2 separate regions of the Sus scrofa genome follow, and region 2 is linked to region 1. The links are chromatin contacts, called in public promoter capture Hi-C maps. All regions are on one chromosome and are shown on one strand. The core of a region is the stretch at or near the end of the contact, and the rest is flanking DNA. Distances in the headings are between cores, read along the strand shown.

What was found. Promoter capture Hi-C pulls out the DNA fragments that hold promoters and counts their contacts.
Region 2: a promoter capture Hi-C map of fetal liver shows a contact between it and region 1, with 4 times the contacts expected there. The contact joins the promoter of LOC110255603 here to the promoter of THNSL1 in region 1. A contact is called at or near these places in 2 of 5 promoter capture datasets (fetal liver and liver), 8 of 47 Hi-C or Micro-C datasets (alveolar macrophages, embryonic fibroblasts, heart right ventricle and 2 more) and 2 of 2 datasets of contacts at active chromatin or transcription factors (alveolar macrophages and skeletal muscle).

The regions. Positions count from the first base shown.
Region 1 is chr10:50,304,966-50,312,113 of Sscrofa11.1, reverse strand. THNSL1 (threonine synthase-like 1) reads left to right here and starts at 1,530. Exons shown (of 2, transcript XM_021064910.1): 1 at 1,530-1,560. It overlaps ENKUR (enkurin), which reads right to left and starts at 1,505. Exons shown (of 6, transcript XR_002336356.1): 1 at 899-1,505.
Region 2 is chr10:50,535,760-50,542,974 of Sscrofa11.1, reverse strand. It overlaps LOC110255603 (basic salivary proline-rich protein 2-like), which reads left to right and starts at 1,994. Exons shown (of 2, transcript XM_021064283.1): 1 at 1,994-3,427; 2 at 3,604-4,997. The coding sequence starts at 1,994. The coding sequence ends at 3,109. It overlaps ARHGAP21 (rho GTPase-activating protein 21), which reads right to left and starts at 1,393. Exons shown (of 26, transcript XM_021064916.1): 1 at 851-1,393. The coding sequence starts at 928.

The sequences.
Region 1 (7,148 bases), core at 281-2,780:
TTCATGGTCACAAAACCAATTGGCATCCTGTTTTGGGTTTTAATTTTTGTTGTTGTCTTTAATTTGTTTTAGTTTAGTGTTCTTTCAATGTGGCTCTGACTTGTATCAGGAAAAGAAGAAAGGTAAAAAACTGAAGATCCTAGGAGGAATGAGATTTTCTCTACCAGTTACCTTCTTTTCTCACCATAGATTTAAGTTCTAAGTCCCTACAAAGAAGAGTAACTGGGATGTCTACTCTGTGGTTATCTTTTTAAAATTTAGGCAATTTAAGGGGTTCTAACACCTATGTAAATATTTTAACTCATTTACATATTTTGGGTATCAACTCTTCATCAACTATTAGATTTTTAAAAAAGGCCTTAGAAACTATTTTTTCCATTTATTTCGTTTCACCAAAAACTGAGACTCCAAAACAAATAGAAATTTATATTTGACAATAATTTTGGGAAAAATAAGTATTATCCCTTTAGAGAAGGAGCAGTGGAGTAGTCATAAATAAAACAATGAACCCCTGAAACCAAAGATCAATATATCCTAACCCGGGATAACAAATGGTGATTTTTCTCTTTTCAACAATAGGAAATTTCAGGCTGTTATATACCACATCATACAGGGACAAGCAAACAAATTAAATACAATTACATACCGTATTAACAGGAGGCTAACAAAAGAAAATATTCCTCTTACAGTACTGGACCTCCCTGTCTGTGAATTGAGATGCTAAATACTTAGATTTTGCAACCTCTTCTTCAAGAAGCTGTCATCCAAGGCTACCTCACTAAAACAAAAATATATGTTATTTCTTTTCGAAAATCCTAGGACGCTGATGTAATCGTGAAATGGAACAATTATTTTCCCCATTCTTGTTTCAAGTGATGATCTTTGCTTACCCACATACCTAGGAGGCTGAGGAGGCTCCTTCCAGTCACTGGGTATGAGGTTATAAATGCTCTCAGAAGAGTACGTTGGATCCATGGCCACCAAATGATTCCTTAAAACTACTCAGCTTTTTTCTCACTATACCAATATCTCCATCCCTTTCTTCACTGCTCCCCCTTTCCTCTCCTACTCTCCTGCCTTCTCAAGGAACTAAGGCTTCTGTGTGTCACACAATTCCCCTTTGACCTCCTCTAAGCGGTCCTCTCTTGGGAAGAAAATAAAATAACTTTTCTATCACTCCTGGGATTGCTTAGCGTTGTTGACGGCGTGGTTGCCGTGGAAACAGTTACTAGGCAACGGGGAAGTGGCAGGCAGCACCGCAAACTAGGTTTCCTCTCTTCCTCCCTCTGCAGCTCCCTTCCTGTCACAGAAGATCAACATAAAAACCATTCTTTACATGTACCTTTGGGGAAAAAGGAGTGAAGAATGACGTCCCCTTAAAAATGTTGCTCTTTTCTGTCTCTGCGTTTGGAGAGAAAGATAAACTTTACCAGAGACAGTCCGGAAGCGACGCTGGTGAGCGGGCGTCACACAACACGCGCGGGCTCCAACCCGGAGGGGCGGGGCGAACGGCTGCGGCCACGCAGACGCACGTCCAACGTCGAGAGCGCGACGGGGGAGGTGAGGAGCCCGAGGCGCGGGTGGAGCACGCGTACCCAATGCCCGGCTGCTCGGGCCGTGGGCGTGGCCCGCAGACCCGGAGGTCGGCACGGGCGCAGGCGCGGAGGCCACAGCGCGCGGGCGGGGCGGGCCTAGCGAGGCCTGGGGTCTGGGCGGTGGGCCAGCACTGACGAGGGCCAGCGGTACGGGGCTGCGTCCCGAGGAGGCGGCACTAGCGGCTCCTTCCCATTTCCTTTCCTTTCTCCCGTCTTCTCAGTGTGGTTTTCTTGGTGAGTTATTTGAGAAGGAAGGGAAACTGTACACTCCAGTCCGTTCCCACCGCATGTCTTTTCCCCTCTGTTCCTTCGCCTTTCCACTGCTCGGTGGTGATCCCCACGCCGTGTCCGCGCTCACCTTCCCTACTGCCTCTGTCCCGGGCTCAGCCCTGACGCCACCTGTGCAAGCGCGCCCGCGCCCAGCCGTCCACCTGTCGCGCCCCTTCCTCCCCTCGACCACCTGCTTCCCTTTCTCCTGCGCCTCGCCCCTTCACCACCTCCTTAACTCTTGATCGGGCTTCTTTCTTCTCGTAGGTCTTGACTTTATTAGACGAACAGCCTAACCAAGAAGGAGAAGCCTTTTCAATGGGCACTTGGATTTTTGCCCCCCCCCCTTCCTTTGGTGTCCCTTTTAGAAAATGGCCTTAGAATCGGTTTATTCCTTTGGCACCATTTGATCTTCCATGAACCGACTTATACCAAAATGACTGCTGAAAGAAGCTGTTAGAAGCCTTTGCCTTCCAGAGGCTCTAAAAGACATTTTGGCAGTATGATTTGGGCCGGATGATAATGATTCTGAACCAAACTTGTAATAGGGGCCACTCTGCCCAAAGGGAGTAAGGATTCTCAAAGATAGAAAAGGCCAGTTTTGGTCGTCTTACTGCCAGGTGCTCGGTGGAGGGATCAAAACAGCATGGTGGCTTGGTTAACTTAGGCTATGCTGAATGTATCGTCTCTCTCAGTGAATTTAACTAGGTAAGAATAAATTTAGAATAAATTTCAGATAAATGGCACCTTGAAGATGGTGCTCATGTTCTTTACATCAGATTTTCTATTTTCCAAAACATTTTGTAAGGATACAGCCACTTTGCCCTTTTCCTTTACATTTTGAGTATTTTATGTTTTGGGGGTTTTTTGCTTAGCATTTATAGAGGAAACTTCTGTTCTCTTTGTATGCTAAGATTTGAATTAAGGACTCAGAATGATAATACCGTTAGCCAAGTGCATAGTCATTGCCCAAAGTTTATAAATTTTCTAATTAGAAGGAACATTTTAGGACTCTTTATGTTAATCAGTCCCTAAAAGAGCCAATAAGGACAAAGCGTGATTTCTCCAGTTAGTAAGCATCAACTGACCTTAGGTAGTCTTGACTTTACTAAATACAGTAATTTCACTGATGTCAGTATATTTATTGTGGTTTTAAAAATACAAAACAGGATTAAGGTCTCACACTGTGGTATATCTAGTGTACAGTCTTAATGCAGTTGTTAATCATCTGGAAAGGAACATTTTTTCCTTTAGATAATTGGTTTATAATTCTTCTTGCCTTTTGAAAGCATCTTTACAAAGAATAAATTTCTAATTTTTATAATTCCTTCAAAATGGCAATCCTGTTCAAGGAAATGCCACTGTCCAGTATTCCACAGGGAATTAGTATTGGTGTACCATCAGAATTAGTATTGGTGAACTTTTTCTGTACAGGGCTAGATGATACATATTTTAGGCCTTTGCAAGCCAGATGGTTTCTCTCAAAACTACCCAGCTCTACCATTATAACTCAATAGCAGCCAAAGACAATATTTAACAAACAAACAAATAAGTGAGCAAAGTTTAGTTCCCGTGAAACTTAATTAACAACAACGGGGGGTGGGGTGGGGTGGGGGAATAAATGGTTGTACATACAAATTAGATTTTTTCCTGAAGAATATTTTAATCTATGTAGATGAATAAAATGGGCAGAGTTGGGAATATAAGACAACTGAAAATAAATCCTTTCTAAAGCCATAGTCCTTACAAATTCCTTACGATATTTTTCTAAGTTAAAGAATTGTAGGAGTTCCCGTCGTGGCGCAGTGGTTAACGAATCCGACTAGGAACCATGAGGTTGCGGGTTCGATCCCTGACCTTGCTCAGTGGGTTAACGATCCGGCGTTGCCGTGAGCTGTGGTGTAGGTTGCAGACACAGCTCGGATCCCGCGTTGCTGTGGCTCTGGCGTAGGCCAATGGCTACAGCTCCGATTGGACCCCTAGCCTGGGAACCTCCATATGCCGCGGGAACGGCCCAAAGAAATAGCAAAAAGACAAAAAAAAAAAAAAAAAAAAAAGAATTGTAAAGGCTATATAAAATGTCTTGTGAATTAGATACTTGAGACCATTAAGAGAATATCTGACTTCAGACCAACACCAGGAAAGGCTTCGTCAGCTTTGATTCTAAGACAAATAAGAGTAGTGAACTTGATTTAAGATCCCTGTGATTACCACAGGGCACTGAAGTGTGGTCCTTCCACCTCCTCCACCTGGCTGTTTCAGTCAGCTGACTAACTGGAGGGCTTGTTAAGAGGATTTTTACTTAGTAGTCAGAAGCAGCAAAGCTTCTAACCTGCTGGTTAGTTTGTATTCTACTATGGTTGCCTTTTTTTATTATTTCTTGGAAAACAATTTACTGCTGTAAAATGCTGTAATTTTTAAGAATTTTTTAAAACCTCAGAATACCTTTCTTCATAAAATAGTGGACTAGATTTAATCATTCTTAGAAATTTAAATAGAGATTGTATTAAGATAGGATGCCAAGTAGTTCTTTGATGAACTCATTCATGATGAGTCACGTCTCATCATGAAATAATTTTTGAAGTGCCATGTCTTAGGTTTTATTTGGGGAGGGTATATAATAAACATTTTTAAATGTGTGACAAATGCTAAATTTTATTTTTTGCTTATGGAGGTTCCCAGGCTAGGGGTCGAATTGGAGCTACAGCTGCCAGCCTACACCACAGCCACAGCAACGCAGGATCTGAGCCACTGAGCGAGGCCAGGGATAGAACCCACAACCTCATGGTTACTAGTTGGATTCGTTTCCACTGCATCACAACGGGAACTCCCTAAATTATTTTTGCCAAGAAGATTTTGATGATTTCCCAGAGATACTGGAAACTATTTTTATAATGGAATTGAACAATTCTAGCCTACTTTGGAAGCAAAAATTGATAATGGGCTTAGTATGATTTCGGTTGATTAGTCATCTAGTGGTAAATATAGAAAAATATCACTGTAAATAGCTGCCTGAAAATTAATATGTATTTCTGGCTTAAAATGTAATTTTGTTAGCATTCTTCGGAAATAATTTTAAAACATTTTAAAAAGTGATTTCTGTACTTTTTCCCCCTTGAATTCTTTATTCAGTTTTGGTCAGCTTGCCACAGTAAAATTATTAAATATCATACTTCAAGGTTACACAATACTTGAATTAATATATACATGTGGACATTCTGTTTTTGTTTTTTAAAGTTCTTGCTGTGATATACATCACTGCCTTTTCATTATTCTATTTGAATGACAAGTGACTTCCATGTCTAAAATGTATCCATTGGACCTAGTGGGTCAAAAAGCTCCACTGTAAGTGATAGTAAGAAAAACCTATTTAAAAAGTATTAATGTGGAGTTCCCGTCGTGGCGCAGTGGTTAACGAATCTGACTAGGAACCATGAGGTTGCGGGTTCGGTCCCTGGCCTTGCTCAGTGGGTTAAGGATCCGGTGTTGCTGTGAGCTGTGGTGTAGGTTGCAGATGCGGCTTGGATCCTGTGTTGCTGTGGCTCTGGCGTAGGCTGGTGGCTACAGCTCCAATTCAACCCCTAGCCTGGGAACCTCCATATGCTACGGGAGTGGCCCAAAGAAATAGCAAAAAGACCAAAAAAAAAGTATTAATGTGTAATGGAGTGGTATAGACCTTCCATCCAGTGAGGAATCAGAGAGTTTACTATAAAATATTTTTGTGTAGAACTTGGTTGTACAAAAATTATTTGAGACCATCATGATTCAGTAAAATCTGAGTACTTTATGGCTAAGAGATTTGGTCTTTGAGTACTGTTTTTGTTTTCTGATTCTTATGTGATTTACTCCCATTTAATTTGAAATAGCTTTGTCCTTTGGCTGAAGAAAACTTGCCTATTCCTGGCCACTATACTGGAAAACATATCAAAATATAAAGTAAATGAAAACCATCTAATAACATGGCTTTGAATCATAAAGGAGAATGATATGCAGTCGATCCCACTTTGTTCACAGGTTCCATATTTGTAAATTCTACTCGCTAGATTTTATTTATAACTCAAAATTAATACCTGCAGGACTTTGGCAGTCATTCATGGCCACGGGCTTATTGGTGAAAAATTTGAGACATGCATGTTCGAAGCTGGGGTCAAGCAAGGCAATGTTCTTTCTTGTTTTGGCTCCTACTATAAACAAGTATCTTTTGAATTCTATTTAGTGCCGCTTTTTTTTTTTTTTTCATTTTTGCGCTTACAGGTGATAATTTTGCTGTTCAAAATGGCCTCCAAGCAGAGTGCTGAAGTGCTGCTTAGTGTTCCCAAGGCAATCAGGCCACATCGTGCTTTACAGAGAAAATGTGTGTGTTAGATGAAATTCGCTGAGGCAGGCGTTAGAGTACTGTTGGCTGAGTTCAGTGGTAATGAATCACTTATGTATGTATGTTTAAAGAAGATGTCTCTAAACAGAAACACACATAAAACATTATGTATTGATCAGTTGGCAAAAATATTGTGGCCAGAGACTCACAGGAACCTAGCACTGTATTTCCCCTAGAAGCAAAGGTTCATTATTCACTAATTCATATTCGCGGTGACTGGTAGAACATAGCTACTATGAATAAAAAGAATTGACTATATTACCTCTTAAGTAAAAATTCGATTTCCAGATAAAGGTTATATGCTGTGGGCATTATTCCATCTTCTCTTGTCTTTTGGTTTAGGATGTGTTGATACATATTTAAGATGCACGTATTGGGAAAAAAAGACAGTACTATTTTAATCTTTTAATAGTGGTTTTAGGGAACCATGAAAAGGGTCAGTTTATCATTTTTCTGTACTTAAAAATTTTCAGATGGATAGTTTAATGATAGTTTATGTGTGGAATTTTATGATACTGTGTGCAGTTATGATTCACTTGAAAATTTTCCCATTGTACACTGCACTTTTTGCTAAGATTGATTTTACCTCAGCATTCATCAACTCTTCACTGGTTCTTATGTGTCTTATAAGTCAGTGGGAGTTAAACACCTAGAAGCTGAAAAGCCAAATAAGGAAGTGTATTCCTTCTCCTGACAATTCCAGTTTAGCTTGTTAATTTCAATGTTAGCTTAAAATGGTTTAAATGTTTTATTGGAGAACAGTTTGAGTAGCATAGATGATCAGAGTAGTAAAATGATCGCAAATTCTCAGAACTTGTTTAAACATACCATCTAACATTTAACATGTCTTAGTTGCATATTGGTCCTACCACAGAACATGTGAAAAGCCCCACTACATGCCTGTAAAGTTA
Region 2 (7,215 bases), core at 745-3,244, 230 kb before region 1:
AAGATGTGAGAGGCAACAAGACACAGGAGTGCCACAGACCAATGGATTTTCTATTTCTGCCCTGCCTTACTCAAAAATTTTCAGAAAGCTTGGGGTAAAATCTACCGGGCCCTTCCAAAGACGCTGGTCTGAAGGCAATGCAATCCACCTGACAGCCGACGCTAAATGTGAGCCACCTGACAGCCCCGGCTGACACCTGCAGGACTTCGGAGCAGTGAAAGAGGGCATAAATAAAAGAACAGGAAAGCCGGAAGATTTTTAAGGGAGTTGGAATTACAGCTCCGTTAAGCAGTTTTCCAAGGGTGTGCCTAAAAACTGTCCAAGGGAAAACACTTGTTTTTCTACCCAAAGTAGAAATCCACAGCAACAGCAATCAGTCAAGCCGTGTCTCAGTATCAAAGAGGAGGTGGTCCAGGAGCCACCAGCCTTCCAGCCCCCGAGCAAACCCTGGCTACACCTACGAAATGTACAAAGCCACTCCCTAACCAGCCCAGCTCCAAAAATACTGGAGGATGGGGACTCGGAAAACCGAAGCTTGCAGCATTCCCAACCACCTAAAAAGAGAGAATTCCATGCTCTGAGATGACCAAGATGGAGGCATTTCAAAGTAAGAAAGGAAAAATATCCTTGGGGGGGAGAAGGGGGGAGCGGGGATCACTGGAAGTTCCTAGAAACAAAAACGGGCAACGTTTCACTTCTCTACTGGTCAAGCTGGGGTCCTCCCACCATCCAGCCCAAAGCCCCAAAAGCCTCTTCCTAGGCTGTGTGGCAGCTGACCCCCGCCACCGGCAGGACACCTCACAGACACAGGCCACCACAGACGGGCAGGGATCCTGCCTCAAGCGCTTACCTCACAGGTGGGGGACCCGCAGGCCTTGAGCTTGTCACCATCTCCCTCCGGCAGACCAGTCCGACGTGTGGCCATCATTTCATTTCAAATCACAAAGAAGGGGCCAACCCTTGGGAGTCCACATTGGGGGCGAAATGCCACCACACACCCAAAAGGTAAGAATTCCACACCAGGCTCCGCAGAAGGTGCAGGGCTAAGTGAGACAAATAATGGGCCGGGGGATGAAGGTTTTGATGAAGCCCCTCCGCAATGCCCTGAAGATGATTTCTTCGGACTTCAAACGATTTCCCCGTCTTCGTCCATTTCTCGAGACGGAAAAAACAAAGACGACAGGTCTCCTCCTCAGCAGCTAGTGAGGCCAGCTGCAGAAAGCGGTCCCCTTCGTCCTAGCGCTTCTCCCGACTCCAAGAGCAATCTGAGTGCGCCGCGAAGCCTCTGCCCAAGAGATCTTTCCTAGAGGAGGGAAAAGTTAAAGGGCATGAACTTTCTCCAGACGCTGACCTTAGACTCGCCCACGTCTAGCCCAAGTTCGCCTTTCCAACACTCGGAAAAATAATGCGGTCCACGCTGATGAACCTCCGTATAAAAGAATCTATCCATACAACAACAACGACAAAAAAAAAAAGAAAAAGAAAAAAATCTATAAATCATGAAAAAAATGAGTAACATCAGAGCTGCACGGTGGTTGCGTCAAACATGCCTGGCTGTTGTGAAGCCGTCAAAACATTCCCTTTTCAAGTGCATTTTAATGAGCATTATTTTCTGGGCAGAAGAGGCGTCTCTGTTCTTCCGCATCACCCAGCTGAGGAGACTTAAGGGAAGTTTGCTCCCCACGAGACTAAAATGGGATAATACTTTTTCAAAAACCCTCCTTGCTCCCCGCCGCCTCCCCAGCTGGCCCAAATAAAAACAAAAAGCCAGGATCGGACTTAGCCAGCGCCTCGGCCGGCGTCTCGAGGCGGCCTGGGGGACCCGGGGCGCCCGCCCTCCGCCCCAGCCGGCCGGTGTCCCCGAGGAGGCGGCTGTTTTCCTTGGCCCGCGGCGAGGCTGGGCGGAGACGGCGCGGGGCCGGGAGGGGAGGCGTGCGCGGCTGCGGCGGCGGGAGGGACTCCCTCTCCCGAGCATTATTCCGGAGCTATAGAAATGAAGCCGCAGCCCCAGCAACTTTCATTTAGTTGCCGCGTCCCAATCAACGCCCCGACACGATATTCCCCTTTTTCCGTGTCCACCTTGGGGGGGGGGGGGGGAAATAGGAAAAAGAAAACCACCACCCACCTACCACTATTTCCCCCGCCCCTTCCAGAGGCGGGTCGGGGATCTCGATCTCCCGGGAAGGGCGGCCCAAATTTGTACTTTCAAAAACGAGTGGGGGAACCCGAGGGAAAGGCCAAGAGCGAGGGGGCTCACCCGCCGCGCCCCGCCGGGCCCGGCTTCCGCGGGCGGCAGCGATTGGCGGCGGGGACGCGGGCCGGGCATGGGGCCCGGCCGGGACGCGCTAGGCCGCAGGCTCGGTTAATATTCATGAGCGGACGGGAGGCGCCCCTCCTCCACGGCCGGCCGGCGGGACCCCGGCGCCCGCCGCCGGCCTTTGTGCCCTTCCCTCCTCCCGCCGTCCTCCCCCGCTCCGCACACGCGGGTGCGGCCCCTACGCCCACGCCGGGCGCCCGCCGCGGCTCCCTCCGGCCCCGCGCCAGCGCCGGGCGGGGTGGCCCGGGGTGGCGGGAAGGGAGGGAGCCCGCGGCGAGCCCGGCTCTCCCTTTCCACCCGCCCGGCGGCGCTGCGCCGGGTCGGCCGAAGCAGAAAATAAAGCAGACACGCACCGGAGAAAGCGCGGCGAGTAGATCCGCACCCGGCCGGCCGGTCCCCGGACGGCACGCCCGGCGCGCACCGGACCCAGCGGGAGGACGAGCGGGCGCTGCCCGCCGCCGTCGCGCTCCGAGGCCGCCGCCCCCGGCCGGCCGCTCCCAGGCACCGCCGCGACCTGCCCCGGCCGGCCCCGGGCTCTCGGCCGCCGCGGGAGGGCGTGGGGCGGGGCGGCGGCCGCCGGACTCTCCCCTCGCCTCGCCGGGCCGGGCCGGGGCCGCGCTCGGGCGCCCGCGATCACCAAGTGACAGAAGTGCCTCGCTCCGCTGCCGCGCCGAGCTGTTTCCCGGGGGCGGATTTCTCGCTTCTTCCTCCCTGGATCCACCTCCTCCCACTCCACCTCCTTCCCCTCCCCTCCCCAGGGGAGGCTCCGGGGCTGAATATTTTCTGTCTTGAATAATATGGTCCCGGGAACCAACGCTGGAGAAGGGGGATTAGCCTGGGGCGGGGTGAGGGGTGATCGCCAACCCCCTCCCAATGTGTGTCGGGACCTACAAGCCCTCGCCGCCCCCAACACCTCCCCCAAAGCCAGACACACAAAACCCTCCCCGCCTTCGCCAATCTCTCGAGCTCAGAGCGGGAGCGGCCAGGAACCCGGGCTTCTGCTGCGGAAGGCTCGGTGCTCCGCGTCAGGGCCCGGGAGGGGGACCTTCATACAGCCAGATACCCAGAATTGGGGGATCCCAGGTCCCAGACGGCGGGGGACACGTCTGGGTGAGTTTTTGCCCCTTTCTGCAGCGGGAGAAGAGAGAAGCTGCGGTGCGATGTGGGACTTGAAGATAAGGGAGTGTCCTTTCACGCCCAACTGTAAATTAGCTTCTTGTTTGCGGGGAAAGGGGTTCGCAGCGAAGCGGTGTTCATTCAATCTCTTGCCCTTTTTACATATTCAGGGCAGTTGAACAATTCCGCGCGGCTAGCAGAACTGAGGAGAGAGGTGGCGGCGCGTCTCTACACCGCAGGTCGCCGCGGCGCGGATCGGGAGTACAACCGCCGCCCCTCCTCTCCTGATTGCGGGGCTGCGCCCGGGACCCCGGCGGTTCACCCCGCCCCGCCGCCCCTCACAACATCTCCCGCTGCAAATGGCCCAATCAGAAAACGTGACGAGAGGACGCCAGCCAATCAGAGGCTGCTGACTCAGGCTTCCCTCCACCCTTTGCCCCGCCCCAGTAGGAAAACCCACCCACCCTCGGTCTCCCCTTCCTACCCCGCCCCCCTCCGGGGAGGTGGCTCACAGCTCCTGTCCTCGTGGGGCAGAAGTGGAGGACCCCGCCGAGGCGGCGCGGTTTGTCACCTCACCCTTATCCTCGTCTCCTCCCAGACACACCCCTCCTCATTTTCTCAGTCCTCCTGCTGGTGCCGTTGAGGGTCATTTTTTTTCCTCGTGCCAGCGGGGGACTGCCAGCTATTGTGTCGGATCAGCTGCCACCACCCTTCGGCGGGGGGGTGGGGGGGGGAATCCAGAAGCTTTGGGGTCTTACCTTTTCCTTTCTTTCTTACCACTCTGCCCCAAAAGATTTAGACACCTCCGCACTCCACCCACCCCGCCCTCCCCACGCAGCTCTCAATTCGCTGCCTGGGTCCTGTTTTTTGTTGAGAAAAAACAAAAACTACTCCCTGGAGCCTGAATACCTGTGCCTTCGTTTTTACATCTTCCTAAGAGTGGGAGGCGCCAAACATTTCGAATATACAACTAAATCTTCATCCTTGATGAGAAGAACGATTTTGACTAGATCATCTTTATATGGCCATGAAATTTGCATGTTCTTGACAGCCCCTGACAAAACTAGTCAGCCAATAACAAAGAAAAAAAAAAAAGAATAAAACAGAGGGAATGCCTGCCAGTCAGTTGGTAATTTACTGAATAGCCCACTGCGCTATAGCAGTATCCCGTTCTGGAGAGTGTAGAGTAAATGAACTAGAAGTGAATGGCAATGTAGGCTTTGAGCAGTGTACCTCTAGTGGGCTTATAGAATGTGTCCAGAAAGGAAAAACACTTTTAAGCACAAAACAGCTCCTTACAAATGCAAATGCATAATCAAGGCGTAAACTGAGTCCCTCACAGCCGTGGACGGCTTGGGTTAAGGTTTTTGTAATGGAAATTTTTAAAAATGTTGATTTTGAAAAAAGGCTTTCAGTGTGGTAAAGGAGACTAAGTGTTGGCCATGGAAGGAGATAGGAAAAGGAGGGAAAACACATTTGAGGAATTGTGGGGAAATAACAATACCTAAAAAGACATTTCTAAAAGAGATAAGGGGAAGGCTCAGGATTAGACTAGGGCCACTATTTACCATATGACCGAGGGCAAATTATTATTCCTGTGTAAAAGTACTAGAGATAAGATAATAATAGTGACTGCCATCAACAAAGCACTGCTTTTCTGCCGGGTATTCCTCCAAGAGCTTTGCACACAACTTAATGAGGTAGGCATGTGGCAGAGCCAGGAGTCAAGCCCAGGACGTAGGGTCCAGAGTCCATGCTTTGCTCCACAACATTATCCAACCTCTAACACAGATTTTAATAATAACAACCATACTAGCTAACATTTACTTCTTATTGTGTACTGATCATTGTACTTTGTGTGTAACTAATTCAGTTCTCCTTCTGGGATCCCTATGATTATGGTGTTCTAGAATTGGGGATTGTGGAGGTCCTACCGTGGTCAGGTGGGTTAAGAATCCGATTGCAGTGGTTCTGGTCAATACAGAGGCGCAGAGATTTGATCCCCAGCATACTGCACCAATGCGGTGGGTTAAAAGGATCCAGCGTTGCCCCAGCTGTATTGTAGATCTCAGCTGTGGCTCAGATTCATTCCCGGGAGCTTCCATATGCCACAGGTGTGGCCATAAGATTTTAAAATAATAAAACTGGGGATTGTTTTTAAGAACCATTGTAAGTTGCTACCATATCTATCTTATGTCCGTTAGGCTATCTGGATGGAGCGGAGCAAAAGCACAGAACTAAGATGTGGGAAACCTGAATCCTAGTCTTCTCCTGGGACCTCCAAGTATGACAACACCTCTTCTCTTGTTGGGCTGTTGACAGCATCAAATGAGACAATAGACATAAAGGAGTTTTTAAATGAAAACAACACGTCTGGTTTCCCCAGCAGGAACTCTATGCTTTTGTAACATTTCACTGGCATTTATTAGGGACATATTAACCCAGTTTAAAAAATTAGGTCTATTCCTCTCGGAAGGCATAGAGCAATAACAATACTTTCATAACTGCCCGAGCGCTCATTTAGATGCATTCCGAGTAAACCAACGTGGACACCCTCTAGGCATCTGGGAAGTGGCAGCCATCCACCACCCCTCATTCTTCATTCCAAAAGCCGACAGTATAATTGGTGGAAGATGCAAATCAAACCCTTGGCATTCTCTTCAGCTGCCCATCTTGGGTGTTTCTCTCATTAACACCTCCACCAGCGGGAAGGCCGGAGAAAGGAAAACCAGCCAAACCTAAATCCGGTGGCTACTTGTTAACCACTCTAGTGAGCGATTTGGTCAAACAATAGGTTTGGGGATCATTGTAACTGAAAGGAGATTTGGAATTAACTGTGGGTTTTGCAGTCAATGTCTTGGTCGTTTTCTTTATCCCAAATATTTGGATAAGCAAGAGCTAAGAGTTTACTTTTGTTTACTTGGAAAGGCTGATATATTTTCCTCTTTCAAGCATAGGTAATACATGTGGATTTCTTCGAATCTAACTTCAGAGCAGTTTCCCTTGAGACAGCCTCAGAAATTACTACAGCTATATTAATAACAACAAAACAACCTTGTACACTATAATTCTTGCAATATAGGCAAGACGTTTTTAAAACTGGGGGCTATGGCGTTCCCGTCATGGCTCAGTGGTTAACGACTCTGACTAGCATCCATGAGGACGCAGGTTCGATCCCTGACCTTGGGTTAAGGATCTGTTGTTGTCATGAGCTGCGGTGTAGGTCAAAGACTCCGCTTGGATCCTGCGTGGCTGTGGCATAGGCTGGCAGGTATGGCTCCGATTAGACCCCTAGCTTGGGACTCTCCATATGCCTCGGGTGCAGCCCTAAAAATAATAATAATAATAAAGCAAAAATAAATAAATAAATAAAAATGGGAACTATATCTTCATAACATTTTGGCTTTGTTAATGACACGGTATTATTTTGGTGGGCCATTATCAGAGGAATAATGTCAAAGCCAGAAATAGAACCAAAATGCCCTAGCCCCTGGTCTAATGTCATCCCGTGATAATCTATGGATGATTTCTACTCTCAATATAGAAGTTGCCAATTCTAAGAGGCACAAGTGTTTGCCAGCAAATTCCACAGATGAAATGTGTCATTTGGGATGAAGCATTTGCAAAACTATGTGTCTGAGGCAGCTAAAACCAACAGCCCTCAGAGGAGTAAGCCTTTTTTTGGTTTGAGGGCAAGACTGTAGATTTCTTATTCATACAATATTAAAAAGACACATTATCTACTAATATTCCTTTGAAAAAGACTTTCTTGTTGAACTGAA